4 separate regions of the Mus musculus genome follow, and all the other regions are linked to region 1. Evidence: chromatin contacts called from public HiCAR-type, HiChIP or PLAC-seq and promoter capture Hi-C data. All regions are on one chromosome and are shown on one strand. The core of a region is the stretch at or near the end of the contact, and the rest is flanking DNA. Distances in the headings are between cores, read along the strand shown. Region 1 holds the start of Ptpn4 (protein tyrosine phosphatase, non-receptor type 4). Region 2 holds the start of Ddx18 (DEAD box helicase 18). Region 3 holds the start of Ccdc93 (coiled-coil domain containing 93). Region 4 holds the start of Clasp1 (CLIP associating protein 1).

Region 1 (2,508 bases), core at 6-2,505:
TCTGGACCCAAGATCTGGTCACACACTCAGTATTTCTTGAATTGCTTATTCCAAAAGTTAGGTATGACTAGTCCTCCTGGAACAGGCAGTTTTTAAAACCCCCTACGTAGTCCTTGTCCACACTGATGTCACTCTGTGATGCAAAGCCAAACATAAAGTCTCTGACATAAGTTTCAGGGAAACATCGATATGGATTATCATTGAAACTGTAAATTGTTCCATTACTTTAGAAACCCCAGCAAATGCATCCATACATGCATTTAACTACCTACACACACACACACACACACACACACACACACACACACACACACACATCTAGCTTTTCTTGAATCTCTGATTGAACTGATTTCCAGAAATCGTCCTGGGACAATTGAGGTGTCTACGCTTTGGTAAGCACAGTTCCTGTCCACAAAGGATAATCATACGCTCCATTTTTCCTGTAAGTAACTATAAAACAAACATTGACACCGAAACAAAAATGTAAAGCCAGAAAGCCACAAATGACTGTGCTTAACATTTTACAAAACCCCACAAACACCGATCTGTTCTTGACTACATACTCACGCTGAATCTAAACATCATGAAGGTAGGGACGATTCCAAAGCAGCATGAAAAATCTAAGTTCAGATGTTCTACATCTCAACTTTTTGGGCCCAACTACTGATTCCTAAAAGCAAGTATAATACTAGCAAGTCACAAGAGACTTTCAAGTTCAATGGAAGATAGCGTGTGTTCCTACCGCGTGCGGAAAAAAAATAAAGATGCTTATATGAGTCAATTAACCTAACATTAACAATTAGAAAAAAGAATCCCACAAATGAAATACTGAAGATTCTCCAGCCTTACCTTGAGTTTAGGAACATTTCATCTCCGCATCTATTCCACCCCTTCTCCCGTGCACTCATCCCTAGCAGATTTCAACTATAAACCCCAGGAAGATTCGAGTGCTCCGACCCACTAAGAAAAGGGAAGTCGATCGGGTAGTCTGGCCGCCCGGCTCGGCGAGCTTCAGGTGCGCGCCCACGACCTGCAAAGGGGGCCCAAACAGGCCGAGCGAAGGACCGCCCCAAGCGCCTCTCTTACCTTCGTTATCACAGCCGCGTCCTCCCGGCTGGAGAAAGGGGGGGGGGGGGGGGAATCCAAATACAAAAAGGCAGGAGGCCCCGGGCTCGCGGCCGGGTGAAAGAAGCGCGTGGTCCGCGTCGAGGTGCTCGCCCTCAGCGTCCCGAGAACAGCCGCCGCCACAGCGGCCGCGCCACGGCCGCGGGCCGCCTGCACCCCGTCATCCTGCGGGGCTGCGGCGGGGCTGGCGTGCGCGGGGAGGCGCGCGCTCGCACCTCGCGGCGAGATGAGCTAATCCCTTCACACGCGCCCCGAAAGTGCCGCGGTCCCCGCAAGCTGCGGGCCGAAGTCAAGTCTCTTTCAAGTCCCGGAGCCCCGATTTCTGACAGCTCCCGGGAGTCTTAAAAGAACAATGTCGCGTCCGCGGAGCAGGGAAGCGCGCGCGGCGTGAAGCGGCGGGTGACTCCAGGGAGGCGGCTCTGTGTGAGAGTGCAAAGGAGAGCCTCGGTCACCCTCCTCCTCCTTCTCCTCCTCCTCTCCTTCCTCCTCCTCCCTCGCCTCCACCGCCTCCTCCGTCTCCTCCTCCTCTCTCAAGCACACCCCGTCTCCGAGGCCGCAGCATAGCAACCGAACATGGCGGCTGCGCAGCCCCCGACCAGTCAGAGCCCCGGAACGGCGGCCTCGGCAACAGGAGGCGGTCTCGCGAGAGGTGAAGCCACGCCCTCTGCTCCGCCTCCTTCCCGCCTCCTACCCGGTTTCGGAGCGCGGGCGCCTGCCTAGAAGCACTGGTACTCACAGGTGCGAGAGAGACGGGATTTAGCGGGTTGGGAGGGGAGGGCGTGGCTCTGTGTCCACACCCCATCGCCAGGCAGCGATTGGTTCCTTGACTGTCAGTTCTGCCCCTCCTCCCTCTTCTAAGATGTACTTACTGACGGACTCTAGGGACACAAAAGAGGGGCAATAGCACAGAGTGGGGAAACTCGACCTCCTGGCATCAGGTTGTCCCAACTAAGTGCTAATAGAGGGTATAGGCTTTGAAGTGCAGTTTTCAATCAGTTCTCCTAAACATAAGGCCCTTGAAAACAAAGCCTAAGCAAAAGACGTTTCATGGATAAAACAAAGGATAGGTGCTTTCTGTGTGCAAGGAACACTGCTTTTTAAATCAAAGTCGTTCAATCATTTTAAGAATGAGGGTTGGTATTATCATGCCATGACCTTGAGGAGGGTATACCCTTAATATTTTCTGGGTAATACAAACTTGATGATGATAGAACATTCCTATAGAATAGGTGACCTCAACTAGGATCAAATGAAGGAAGGGTAAGTTGGGAGGACCCTCACATTTCCTCTTTGCTTGTTTTTCGTTTTTGTTTGTTTGTTTGTTTGTTTTACATTTCTTTATTTTGTATACACCTAAAATATGTGTGTCCATCTGTCTGTGTG
Region 2 (2,508 bases), core at 7-2,506, 1.7 Mb after region 1:
TTTGGTGAACTGAAAATTCAGTAAACGAAAACCACTCATTAAAACCCTATTAAAGCCCCAAACTATCCTCACAAGTTTTCCATTTTCATACAAAGAGAATGAAGGCAACACCATCTTTAATTTACATCATTACCCACACCAAGAAGTAGCTACTAAGTAGCATTAATTATTCTACAGGTACTAAGTGAAGGAACATCAATACTTTTGCCTAAAATCCACCATCCCCTCTGGGATGTCTTTCAAATACTATCTGTTGAAAATTGCGTGGGTCTAGACAATTATTCAGCGATCCTCAACATACTGATCTCTCGACCCCCCAACCCCCACTACAGTTGTCTCATACCAGATATTTACATTACGATTCATAATAGCAAAATTACAGCCATGAAGTAGCAACGAGGTTATTTTATGGTGTGTGTGTGTCAACACAATATGAGGAACTGTATTAAAGGGGTACAGCATTACAAAGGCTAAGAACCCCTACAGGTAGGTAACCTAAACAAGCTACAGAAACTGCAACAAGAAAGTGACATGTGTAAATTTTTCATTTAAGCCCTTGTGCCAAAACCAAGACGTTAAGGAATTCACTAAGTTGTGCGCGACAAAAAACACTGGGAGGGTTCTGCCTAACATATGAAGAGGATCGCTGCAGGAATGAAAAGAACGGGTTTGGGGGAGAGAGCTGTATCACTGGGAAAGCTCCGAGGAAAACAATTCGTAAGTTTGGGCAGGGGATGAGATCGAGCAATTAAGTGAAAGTCGGGAACCGTAATGGATACAAAGTTCTACGTGGGGACTAAAGATGCTGATGGGGGGGTCTAGGGTAATCTGCAGGTTTTCTTGCCAATAGAAAGTTGGGGAAGAAAGTCCGAGGCCTCCCGCTTTCACCCTGAGTCGAGAAAGCCACGCCGGCAAAGGGCAGAACCAATGAAGGGTCCACGGGGGCTGGGACCCAGGCGGCCTGCTCGTGCCGCGCATCCCCGGCTCCCGCCGGAAGCTGCCCAGCGCACCGCCGAGTTCCTGGGTTCCCCACGTCGTTCGCCAGTGCGGGGTTCAGCACAGCTCACCTTGCAGCTTCAGGTTTCGCTGCCGCAGCTTGGCATTCCGCTTCTCGATCTTCCTGCGCAGGAGTTTCATCTGTAACTGCGACATCTTGCCAGGCCGCCCAGCCGTCTGCACCGAGACAGATGCACGTGCGCAATTGCAAGTCGGAAGTGTACCGCTGGAGCCTGCGGACCCGCGGGGCGGAAATGCTTCGGGCGGAAACAGTTCCTGGTGAGAGCTGGGTTCCCTTTGGAGACCGAATTTCCTGCAGCGCCCCCTGGCGACTGGAGGACGACTCGTTGTGAACCCGTTCGCCTTGCTAATGGCCCCAGAGTTTTACAAACCAAGACTGCACAATAAAAAAGCCGATTGGAAGACGGAATTCCTTGTGGCTCAGAAGAGTCTCTTTCCCTTCACTGCTAGAGAGGTGCCAGTATCCTGTCAGAAGAGGTTTAAGTCTTAAAACCTTCTTGGGAGACGGGGATGGTGGTGTTCACCTTTAGTCTCAGCGTGAGGGAGGCAAGAGCAAGTGGATCTCTGAGCTGAGACCAGCCTGGTCCACAGGGCAGCACTCCACCCCTCCACCCCAGTGCCTTCCAAACAAAACAAAAAGACTAAAGAAACAAAAACAAAAACCCAACAACAAACCCACTTCAATTTGGACCCTGTATCACACAAACGTCTTTTCTCACCGTATAGTTTTCCCTCAATTTTTCAGGGCGTTGCACTCTTCTTTTCTTTTCTTTTCTTTTCTTTTCTTTTCTTTTCTTTTCTTTTCTTTTCTTTTCTTTTCTTTTCTTTTTTTCTCTTTTCTTTTCTTTTCTTTTTTTCTCTTCTCTTCTCTTCTCTTCTCTTCTCTTCTCTTCTCTTCTCGTCTCTTTCTTTCTTTCTTTTTCTTTCTTTCTTTCACTTTTGTGCTAGTTTGCGGTAGATGTATGGTGAATGACATAGGTAAAACACTGAATTTTTACACAACTTCCACGAAGACAGAAACACAGTTACAGAAAACATACCGACAGGGAAGTTCGTGCGCTGCCTGAGAAAGATCCTGGTTTCAGGATGGACATTTGGGTGATGTCTTCCTTCAGCCTCCATTGTGCATAGATTGTGTGTGTGTGTGTGTGTGTGTGTGTGTGTGTGTGTGTGTGTGTGTGTGTGTGTGTGACAGAGAGAGAGAGAGAGAGAGAGAGAGAGAGAGAGAGAGAGAGAGAGAGAGAGTCAGCAGTCAGTCAGTCCCGGGATGGGCATGCAGATAGAGTCTTTAATTCAGTATTGCAGTTCTGGGTATTGAACCCAGGGCCTCTTTCATGTCAGTCACCATTCAATGGAGCTACACATTACTCCTAAGTCTATAGAAGTATTATAATTGGGGCTGAGGAGATGCCTTAGTCTATAAAGTGATTGCCTTGCAAATACAAGCCCTGAGTTCCATCTACCTCTCATAGGAAGAAAGCCAGTTGTACT
Region 3 (2,508 bases), core at 6-2,505, 1.6 Mb after region 1:
TAAAATAATAAATCTAAGAAAAAACAATCAAAAGTTATCAGAGATATTAAGAGGAAGAAAGGAAGCAAACACAAAACCTCTTTAATGGCAAGAAGCATATGTTTTTCCAGTTTTCCACCCGTCCTTCAGTAAAGATCTCTCCTACAGCAGAAGACTTCATGTCACTTCTGCCTCCATCTCTTACAAAATGAAAATAGGCTGGTAAGCTGTTCTGCAGCAGGTGCTGGGCTGGCAGGAAAAAGACAACCCTTTTGTATAGCTGCCATCCTCTGGGACAGACAAGGGGCACATTGCATAAGTGGTACAGCAGCTAATCGTATGTGATCACCGGACTCTGCATTTTACAAAACATGTCCCCAGAAAGATGCAGGGTGTCAGGATGAGATGGGTGAGGATTATTTTCCAAAACAAAATTTTCCTGGAAATAAAATGCAGAGACTAGGAAGGAACAAATGTAATGATCTCTTTTTGAGTTCTCTGTCCCCAGGTCCACATGTTAATAGCTGGCACAAGAGTGTGTTAAACATGGCTGGAACTGGGTCTTAGCTGGGACTGACTCAGGAGCTGGGAGCTGTCCAAGCCAGGCTTGGAAAGAACCAAACTCAGAATCTGATACCCAGGGAAAGGAAAGGGAGCCAGAAGGCAAGAGATCCTCACGACACAGGGAAATAGCTTTTAAGAAGCTCCGTGAAGGCCAAGAAACTAGAAAGTGGGAATAGTTAAAAGAACTCTGGTGATATAACAGTTGAAGGGAGAAATACTAGAGGTAGAAGGATTTAAGAAGGGAAGGGACCGGCAAGGAGATGGTAGAGAAAAGAGGGTGGGTGTTCAAGTAAAACTAAGGATATATGAAAATGCCATAAGGAAACGTGCTACTTTGTAAACGAAAAAAAAAAAAAAAAAAAAAAAAAGGAACTGATCATGGTGGCGCATTCCTATAAACTATAGGGGAACAAAGTCATCCTTAGGAAGTGCTAAGCCAGGCTGGCTAAGACACTGTCTCAAGGAACAAAAAAAAAAGAAAAAAAGAGGAACAATAAGAAAGCATTTTAAGAAAACTTAGGAAAGAAAGGAAAAAGTAGGAAAAGAAAAAAGAAAAAGAAAGAGAAACATTTTTAAAAGAAAGAAAAAGTACCTTAGGAGGAATCTTGAGTTCAGCACCTCCTCTGAGGGGAGGATCGGTTACTCGGGATCCAGCCCCGCCCAGCAGTGCTGGCTGTCCTTGCGCAGGCGCAGTGGTTCCTCGCTTCAGCACTAGTGCGCATGCTCCGCGGGGCCACGGTTCTCCGACCTGCTGTGGTAGTGTCAGCTCCTGTGAAGGAAGTTTCCGCTTTGCACCCCACCCGGATCACAGTTCGGTTGTAGGGCCCGCTCTCTCCGGCTCCACATCAGCGCATCTGGATCATGGGGTTACCCAAGGGGCCAGAGGGCCAGGGACTCCCGGAGGTGAGGACCTCTGTCCCTGACACCCTGGGGTTGCTGGGGAGAGAGGGCCGAGCCCAGGGCGGCGGGCAGGGACCAGCCTGGGGTGGCGGGGACACTGTCTATGGTTGCTCAGGTGTGTCTGTCCCAAGGCGGGCCCTAGGTACCCTGGAGGGGCAGCTGACTGGTCCCCCGGCGTGCCAGGGTGCATCGTGTCGCTGGGTGCAAACTTAAGGGTTCCTGGGTCCTCTGGGGACAGAGGAAACATCCAGATCCCGGCCCAGATGCAACCTCACACATCACGAGGTCCCCGGGAATTCCTATCTCGGGTTGTCTGGAGGCCCCTCACATTGCGAGACTGGCTTCCCCCGGGCCAAGGCTGCTGCGCTTAGGAGTCTCAGCAGTCACGAGATGAGCGGTGGGACTGTCCTGCTCCCGGTGTGCAGGGGGCGGTGACCTTGGGACACACACCTTCTGCGGGACCCATGTGGCCAGCCTTTCATTCCCTTTTGTCAGGAAGGCACGCTACCTACCCGGCTTGTAGCCTCCTGCCCCTCCCCCCGTCCCACGGGCCGGGGAGGGTGAAGGAAGTTTGGAAGCTCTGCGCACATCAGGGTGATGACAGAGTTGAGGACACTCTCTCCTGTGGTGCCTGTGTCGGGACAGGAACATGCTGCGTGTTCTAAGGAGGGAGGACCTTTTCAGAAATGGTTTAGTCGAGTACTCAGCCAGTACTCATTCGATCCTATGAACAGGACTACCACGTAGGCTGGGAAGAAAAGTGCAACCACTCTCTAACGGTGGGCTACCGTTAGAGCTTGGCTGTGGGATTTCCAGTTGTCCTCCTAGTTGCTTTACTCAAAGCTCTGAGCTTAGAGAAGAGTCCCAGTTTCCAGAGAGAATTAGGGAACACCTCTAAGGCACCTGGATCTCTTTCTAAGGCTGGAAGGCAGGCTTTGGCAGAGGTGTGGTGTGCCTATTTGACACTGTGCCTAGTGCCCGTTCTTATTCAGCTGCGCCGATCTTGCTTCCCCGTGCCCCTCACAAATCCTTCTGTTACATCTTCATCCTACTCATTACAGAGTC
Region 4 (2,508 bases), core at 7-2,506, 1.4 Mb before region 1:
ACTGCTCTTCCAGAGGTCCTGAGTTCAATTCCTAGCAACCACATGGTGGCTCACAACCATCCATAATGAGACCTGATGCCCTATTTTGGTGTGTCTGAGACAGCTACAGTGTACTTACATATAATGAATAAATAAATCTTAAAAAAAATAAAAAGACCAAGACTATATGACTCCACTTTCAAAATACTCTCAGTATTTTAATCCATAGAAAGCAGAATGGTGGTAATCAGAGCTAAAGGTAAAGAGGAATTACAAATTAACAGGTGCATTTTTTGTATGACAAAAAGAAAGCAGAAGAGTGGCTACTTAACAATGTAAGTGCACTGAACTGTACAATAAAAACCAGCTACAACGTTTCTTTTGTTAATATGCACAAATTCCTTCCCATTGAACTTATCAAACTTTTCTTGGGTTTCTCTTTTCCTTTCCAGTTGACTACTCTCCACACATTGTTCTCCCAGCATACCACCCACTTCCGCTCGGCCCTTGACCCGGCGGTATTTCTTTCTAGAACGCGCTTCAGGGTTTTCCACCCACGGTTAGTAAACTTGCTTGCATTTACATCTTAAAGATGTTACTTTTTCTATATTCAATCACGAGTCCCGTCCTGCATGTGAATCCTATACCTTTTCTGCACCACACAGGTCTGTGATTGGCTTTATTGTTTTGGCTTGCCTTTCCAAGTCCGGAAGATCTGACGGCGTTATCACACATCTCCCAATACATACACATTCCCGCACAAAAGAGTCCCCATAAACACCCAGTCTTGACAGAGGAAGCCAATCCGACACTTTAAAAGTGATTTTCACCAGTGTACAACTGCAACACAAAAGCTCTCAAATCCAAACTGTTGGGTAGCACACGGGCGTAGAAGGACAAAACAGGGCGTCCTTAGGCTCCTTGAAAGTAGCGCTGCAATCTGCATAGCCCAAAAACCTCAGATATAACCTGAAGGCCACGCGGGACGCGAGGCGACGTTGTTGTGAAGGAACTTAGAAAAGAAACTGGCACACTCTCACACCAATCTCAGCAGCCTCCACCTCGCGCCCTGGCTCGCTAAAGCGCGAAGAACGGTTTAAAACCTGGGCTTCCGGTAGCAGCGCTTGTACGCATATTCAGGACAAGCCCAACGCGCTGTCAGCTACGGGAAGTCGCGGGGGCCAATTTCTTTCACTGAAGTCGCCCGGTAAATAGCGGGCACCCGTAACCCAGAAGTGAAAGATTGTTTAATTCAAGTATCAAACACCTCGACAATCAAAGGAAGTTCCGGCTGGAAGCGCTCCTGACTCCTCTCTAGCTCTTTTATCGCACAGCCTTCTCCTAGTCTTGCTCGAGTTTTGCTTCCTCTCCTTTAAAGGCTCTAAACATTCCTTAAATTCTCCTTGGTCACCTTTTTTTATTAAAGCACCTTTATGCTACGGGTCGCCATTCGGGTCAAAGGCAAAGGCGGCGGGACCTGAAACTTCATGCGGGCCCCAGCGCTGGGCGTTACCATAGAGAGGAAGCCACCTCTCTGGGCTGAGATTACAGTCTCTATGGTTCAGCCCGGCCGGTGGCGGTAAGAGGACACAGGGAGACCTCTCTGCGCAGGCGCATTTTGGTTTTTCATTTTTTTTTTTTTTTTTTTTAATCCCCGCACCAAGCGCTTAACCTCATTGGGGTGGAGGAGAAGGCGGTGGCTGTCCGGTCCGCAGCCGCAACAGTAGTGAATAATAGAACTGTAAGTACCGGGTTTAAGACGAAGAATGCTCAGAATGGAGTCCACTGGAGGGCCCTGCTTCTTTTCCGAGCGGCGGCGGGCGCAGGGTCCGGGTGGGGACGGTGTCCAGTGCTGTCAGCCGCTCTGGGGTGCACTTTTGGGGGAGGGGGCGGCCCTGGGATGGGATCTGGGTGAGGACCCAGGACGCGCGGCCTCCGGCTTCAGTTCTGATTGTAGGCTGCTTTGCAGAGGGGAGGTGGGGCGACTGTGGGGTCAAGCCTGGCTTTGTGTGACTGTCTCTTTCAGACCCCACCCCGGGGCCCCTTCCTGACCCGGAGTCTCCCCTGGCCGGCTTGGGAGACGCCAAAGCAGCCCCGGGATCTCTTTGAAAGGAACCGAGATTACACTGAGCGGGAAGGGGCTCCAGGAGAGAAAACCTCACTACAACTAATCATCGGCGAGTGATGGGTGTGGAGAAAGATTCAGAGGGAAGAAGGGGTTGTCGGGGAGGCAGGCCGGGCGGCCGGTGCCCCCAGCCTGGGCCAGACAAAAGCGGAGCAGCCGGGGCCCAGCGGGGTGCGGAAGGTCCCCTTGTCCCAGGAGGGCCCCTCATATAGGATCTTTGCGAAGCAGGGAAGAGCGGACAAGCGCTGAGTTAAGCCTGTGCAGCCTCTCCAACTTGCCTTTGTTGTTCTTCGGTATTGGCAGAGCCGCTCTGACGAAGATGAGTGTGTGATCTTGCACGTTGGTCTGGTTGGATACAATGGAGCGGATTGAATCTTGCTTTCCATTTTATGAGTTGCTTGGAT

What was found. HiCAR-type assays count read pairs that join an accessible place to other places. HiChIP or PLAC-seq counts read pairs in DNA pulled down with a chosen protein or histone mark. Capture Hi-C pulls out chosen DNA fragments and counts their contacts.
Region 2: a contact with region 1 is called in a promoter capture Hi-C map of liver, with 2.2 times the contacts expected there. The contact joins the promoter of Ddx18 here to the promoter of Ptpn4 in region 1. A contact is called at or near these places in 1 of 39 promoter capture datasets (pre-B cells) and 1 of 9 other capture datasets (liver).
Region 3: a contact with region 1 is called in an HNF4G HiChIP or PLAC-seq map of pancreatic cancer cells. The contact joins the promoter of Ccdc93 here to the promoter of Ptpn4 in region 1. A contact is called at or near these places in 2 of 115 datasets of contacts at active chromatin or transcription factors (astrocytes and pancreatic cancer cells) and 1 of 9 other capture datasets (liver).
Region 4: a contact with region 1 is called in a HiCAR-type map of astrocytes, with 3 times the contacts expected there. The contact joins the promoter of Clasp1 here to the promoter of Ptpn4 in region 1. A contact is called at or near these places in 2 of 39 promoter capture datasets (cranial neural crest and pre-B cells), 1 of 484 Hi-C or Micro-C datasets (CD4 T cells) and 1 of 115 datasets of contacts at active chromatin or transcription factors (astrocytes).

Annotation. Positions count from the first base shown.
Region 1 is chr1:119,835,816-119,838,323 of GRCm38.p6, forward strand. It overlaps Ptpn4 (protein tyrosine phosphatase, non-receptor type 4), which reads right to left and starts at 1,256. Exons shown (of 27, transcript NM_019933.2): 1 at 1,087-1,256.
Region 2 is chr1:121,566,724-121,569,231 of GRCm38.p6, forward strand. Ddx18 (DEAD box helicase 18) reads right to left here and starts at 1,257. Exons shown (of 13, transcript NM_025860.3): 1 at 1,068-1,257. The coding sequence starts at 1,152.
Region 3 is chr1:121,429,812-121,432,319 of GRCm38.p6, forward strand. It overlaps Ccdc93 (coiled-coil domain containing 93), which reads left to right and starts at 1,256. Exons shown (of 24, transcript NM_001025156.2): 1 at 1,256-1,446. The coding sequence starts at 1,405. It overlaps Gm35243 (a long non-coding RNA gene), which reads right to left and starts at 1,257. Exons shown (of 2, transcript XR_387343.4): 1 at 1,136-1,257; 2 at 1-418.
Region 4 is chr1:118,387,802-118,390,309 of GRCm38.p6, forward strand. Clasp1 (CLIP associating protein 1) reads left to right here and starts at 1,257. Exons shown (of 43, transcript NM_001359328.1): 1 at 1,257-1,720.